Regions from separate parts of the Ovis aries genome. Here region 2 is linked to region 1. The links are chromatin contacts, called in public Hi-C maps. All regions are on one chromosome and are shown on one strand. Each heading gives the region's core, a stretch centred on a gene start, on an enhancer-like site or on the middle of the called end of the contact. The rest is flanking DNA. Distances are from core to core; before and after follow the strand shown.

Region 1 (2,612 bases), core at 81-2,580:
CTAGTCACATCCACAAACGTGTTGTTTTTGCTTTGGCTCTGTCTCTTCATTCTCTCTGGAGTTATTTCTCCACTGATTTCCAGTAGTATATTGGGCACCTACGGACCTGGGGAGTTCATCTTTCAGTGTCATATCTTTTTGCCTTTTCATACTGTTCATGGGGTTCTCAAGGCAAGAACTCTGAAGTTGCTTGCCATTGCCTTCTCCAGTGGACCATGTTTTATCAGAGCTCTCCACCACGACCCGTCCATCTCGGGTGGCCCTACACAGCATGGCTCATAGTTTCATTGCATTAGACAAGGCTGTGGTCCATTTGATCAGTTTGGTTAGTTTTCTGTGTTTGTGGTTTTCATCCTGTTTGCCCTCTGAGGGATAAGGATAAGAGGCTTATGGAAACTTCCTGATGGGAGAGACTGACTGGGGAGAACTGGGTCTTTATGGGCACAGAGGGTGGGAAAAGGAAGCTAAGAGGGTAGGTTGCTCCTACAAGGGTGCCTTACTTTAGGAAGGGGAGGGGTCATATACAGGTCATCTCCCTAGTGCTGATCAGACTGTTGGGTTGCAGACTAATGGGTTTAAATTTCCACTCTAGGGAGAGGCTGCAATATCAATTAGACTTGATAGGTTTAGCATCTAAGTGATTAGATCTTGGACCTGTTGATACTTTTTAACCGCATGAGGATTAGCTTAAAACTTTTAAGCTTTGACATTTAAACTCAGTATCAAAAAATGATTAAATTTTGTGTTGGACTGATTATATTTTATAAAGCAAGAGCTATTTAGTACCACAGAAATAGTTTCTAAAACGTTTAAACTTTGACATTTAAACTCAGGTTTTCGAAAATGATTAATTTTGTGTTGAACTGATATTTTAACAGAGGGAGCTATGTAGTCCCTAGTAAGCAATGTAAAAGGTCTAAGTTTTGTTATTTAAACTCATTTCCCGAAAAGGATTAACTTTAGGCCGGGGGCTCTTCAGCAGGACTGGAGAAGGTAAGCGCTGAGCCGTGACGTCGCGGGACCCAGCTATGCCTGGTCGGGTACAGCGGGAACAGCGGACGGCTAGTCGGGAACCTGCGCCAGTACTTCACGTGACCACGCGCCGCGGACATCCTTCCTCGCACCTCGATGGGCGGTGCGCGCGCTCTGAGACCCGCCCTAGGGTCGGGGCCCCGGCCGCGCCTGCGCCATGACTCGGGCGGGCGCGCCCCGAGGGGGCGGGGCCGCACGGGGGCGGGGGCGCGGAGGCCGGAAGGAAGCAGGTGGGGGGCGTGGCGAGCGAGGGAAGCCCGCCGGCCCGCAGATAACCGTCGCGGCCTGATGACGTCGCACAATGGCCGGCCCCCGCGGCTAGTGGAGCCCGTTTGTTCCGCCCGCGTCGTGCCTGAAGCCGGAGCCTGGGAGCAGCGGAAGGGCCGAAAGACGCCTTCTCCGCGCCGTCCCGACCCCTGCGAAGCCGTGGCCCCCTCTCTGCCCTCGAGCTGAGGTAAGTGGTGGTGGTGGCTGGGAGGCCTGGCCGGCGGGAGAAAGAGGCCGAGGCGGCCGGGCAAGGAGCGTGGCGGCGGCACTGAGCCGAGGCCCGGAGCCTCGCCGCCTCTGCCTCCGGGGAGCACTCCAGGCTGCCCCCGGCCGAAGCGTGACTCTCGGGCCCCGGGAAGAGGACGCTGAGCTAGGCACGATCCCAGGTTCGGTCCGGACGAACTGGCCGGGGGTCCTGAATCCCTCTAAGCTCGAGCGCCTGGCGGCTGCCTCCGCACTCCGTCGTGGGGTTGGTCTCCCGAAGCTGTCATTTCTCTTCCGGGACATTCGCGTGGCACTGCTTTCCGCCCACAAAGATGGGGGTGCGGAAGGAGGCACGCAAGTTCGCCCTCCGGACTGAGAATAGGCTCTTTGGGAGCTTTGAGCTCTCTGGATCCTCCTGGAACTTGCTCCCTCGACTTCCCGGGCGGCACAGGTTGGATCTATTGGCTGTGCCCCAAGACGCACGCCACTCTGGAATAAACTTCCCTGTGCCCCTTTGGTTGAAAGCCCATAGGATGCCGGGTCATTGCTGGGAGAACCTAAGACTTAAAAACTTCCCGCCTTACTCCTGCTAAAACTTAAGTTTTCCTGAATACTTTATGACAGCTGAGTTTGCTGGATAGAGTGGTTGATCATATTATATGAGCTGTTCAGCTCTACATCTGTGAGAGCAGGTCAGTCTTTAGATCCGTTTGGGGAGAATGGAAGAAAAGTGCGTTTAGGGGCATAGCAGTGGCTTTCATCCTTTCTCCTTCGTGTCGCCTGTGGAGTGGTCCTGTCCCAGAGCAGAGGTTGGGATTCTCAGGGTGAAGCTGGACCCAGGCCAATTCCTGCTTCCCAGGCAGGGGCATTGTTGCCTGATGATGTTACAATCTGAGCACAAGTGTGGAACCCACCCAGCTCTGGAAACCAGTCACAAATGTCCTGGAGGCTAGAATTTCTCTCCAGTTTTTGGTGGGTAAGATAGTTTTATGAGACCATTCCAGAGAGCAAAGGAGGTGTTTTCCTTTTTCACAGATCATCTCAAGGTGAGTGCTTCCTCCCTGAGAAGTCGTTTGGTTCAGGCTTAGTCTGTTTGGGGATGATGTCTA
Region 2 (2,612 bases), core at 40-2,539, 170 kb after region 1:
TTTGATCTCTGGTTCCTCTGCCTTTTCTGAAACCAGCTTGAACATCTGGAAGTTCATGATTCACGTATTGCTGAAGCCTGGCTTGGAGAATTTTGAGCATTACTTTACTAGCATGTGAGATGAGTGCAATTGTGCGGTAGTTTGAGCATTCTTTGGCATTGCCTTTCTTTGGGATTGGAATGAAAACTGACCGTTTCCAGTCCTGGGGCCACTGCTGTTTTCCAAATCTGCTGGCATATTGACCCCCAAATGCCTACTCTCCAGGGTGTGTGTGTGTGTGTATGTGTGTGTGTAAAATATCACCGTGCTATACAGCAGACATTAACTCAATACTGTAAAGCAACTATATTTCAATAAAGTAGATTTTAAAAATTTTATTGGGTGACTCAAGAGTACACACACCAAACAAAACTGTAGCAAAATGTAGCCTTATAGCCTCGGCCCACGAATAGCTTGCTCCTGTCTGTTAACAAACTATGGACCTAGTTGCGGACACCCTTTATGACATATGGGAAACGATGCTTCTATATCCACCTGTCTCCGCGGCTCCCAACTTTCTCACTCTTGTCATTTTGCAAACAGCAGCCCGACAGATGTTTCTGTTCCTTTAACTTTTCTAAAGGCACAATTCACACTCTACACAAAACTTGGCAAAGATGGCAAAGTAAAACGCCAGTCTAGTCTCAGTTTTCACCCCCTCCCAAAGACAACCCTTGTTATTTAGTTTCCTCCCAGAGCTGCGGTCAGACTTCAGGACCGGGCTAACTGCATTCTTCTATGATGGGAATTCCACAGACAAGAAACCTGCCAGATAGCTCGATAATCACGTTCACCCTTAAAGAAGTGTGCAATTCAGTGGTTTCGGTCCGAGAGGCGCACCACCGCTGCCTCAGCGTCCGGATCCACACACCGAGCCTCAGGCCAGGCCCAGGATGCGCTTCCCACGTGCACAGAGCCCTCCAGGTCCGAGCAGTCTGACGCCAGCTTTACTGCACCGTATTAGCTTAAATTTCCGCTGGAAGCAGCGTACCATTTCCCTCTTTGCCAGGACAGCATTGGCTTGGCGCCCACTCGGATCTGCCCCGCCCAGCGCAAACCGCGCCAAGGCCTGGAAGATAGCATGGGCACAGCCAATGACCCCAGGCCCTCCGAGTGGCGCATGCGCGGCAGGCGCAGCCCGAGCGAGAGCGGCGCGAGAGGACCAGCACGCATGCGCCCGGGAGCGTCTCTCTCGCGCCAAATCCCCTGGCCGTGGTGCCAATGGTCCCGCCCATGGCGGGGGCGGAGCCAGGGTGCGGCGCGAAAATCCGCGGGAAGCGCAGCTCCACTTCCGCCCGCCGGCCGACCGCAGTGCTCCTGCTGCTTCTGATCCCGCCGCTTCCGTCATGGCGCAGCGCCGCCTCACCGACTTCTTTGCGCGCCGCCGGCCCGGGGTCAGCACCACGCTGCCGCGCGCCAAGCCGGCGTGGCGCACCCCGAGCCCTGCCAAGTCCGCGGCTTGCGCCGCGGCTCCGGGTCCTGGCAGCAGCCGCAAGCGCGCCCGCCCGCCTGCCGAGCCCACGCGCGACGAGCGTGTGCCGCCCGCGCGCAAGAGGCTGAGGCTGCCGGCTGACGCGGTGAGAGCGCGGGGCGCGGAGGGGAGGGGGAAACTGAGGCTGGGGTGACGGACAGATGGGAGGGAACCCGTGGAGAGGCGTTTGGTGCCGGGCGGGGAGGAGGCGGGGCTGCTGGAGAGACCCGCCCTGGAAGAGGGCACCGACAGGGGGCCTGGAAGCCCGGGGTGAACCTAGATCCACCCCAGTGGGAGGAGGGGCTGGGCCAGGTCACGTGCACCTAGTATGCGGGGTCCTCTCTTCCCGAGGACGTCCGAGACGGCGGGGATGCCCGGTCTGACCAATGTTGGAAGAGGGCCAGCGGGCTGGTTAACACCAGGCTCGTCTGCAAGACTGGGCGAGGGTCGGGCCTGGATGACTCGACCTGGCTGGGAGTGGGCGTCTCCTGGTTAACCGAGGGGACTGGAGAGATGCTTTCTGGGAGACGGTGCACCCCAGGGTCTTGTGGTTTCATCACCTTTGGGGTCCTTCCCATAGGTCTCTGGCCCCAGTTCCCCGCCTGCCCCTGTCTCGCCAGAGCACCCTTCTCCACAGAGCAAGGAGACAAAGAAGGCTGCTCGCTCAGCTGGTGGGCGACCCTGCCTGGCAGCCCAGGAGAACAAGGTGAGGAGGCTGGACCGAGGGCAGGGTAGGTGGACTGGAGTGGGGTGACAGGCGGACTGATGCACCCTTTCCACAGGTCCCTTCAAAGGTCACCGTGTCTGAGCTCAAGTCGTGCCTGCAGCGGGCACAGGAGCTGGGGGCACGAGTCCAGGAGCTGAAAGCAAGTGCACAGAAGGATGCTGGGGAACCCAGTGCTCCAGAGGATGAGGGACGCCTGGAGGGCCCATGGTGAGTCCTGGGTGGCTAGGCACCCCAGGAAAGGGTAAGCTGATGGGAGGCCTGATGAAGCTGGGCTGAGCTGGGTGTAAGGGGACCTGGCTGAGCTGGGTGTAAGGATTGCTCCTTCCAAGGGGGTCAGCATAGTCCACAGGTCTCAGCCTCTGTCTGGGAGAGGGG

The links. Hi-C and Micro-C count contacts between places; a contact is called where the count stands out from the background.
Region 2: a contact with region 1 is called in a Hi-C map of muscle, with 4 times the contacts expected there. The contact joins the promoter of CDT1 here to the promoter of ZC3H18 in region 1. A contact is called at or near these places in 4 of 16 Hi-C or Micro-C datasets (blood, liver, mixed tissues and 1 more).

What each region holds. Positions count from the first base shown.
Region 1 is chr14:13,379,152-13,381,763 of ARS-UI_Ramb_v3.0, forward strand. ZC3H18 (zinc finger CCCH-type containing 18) reads left to right here and starts at 1,331. Exons shown (of 18, transcript XM_042231545.1): 1 at 1,331-1,486.
Region 2 is chr14:13,552,451-13,555,062 of ARS-UI_Ramb_v3.0, forward strand. CDT1 (chromatin licensing and DNA replication factor 1) reads left to right here and starts at 1,290. Exons shown (of 10, transcript XM_027977741.3): 1 at 1,290-1,616; 2 at 2,091-2,216; 3 at 2,293-2,444. The coding sequence starts at 1,386.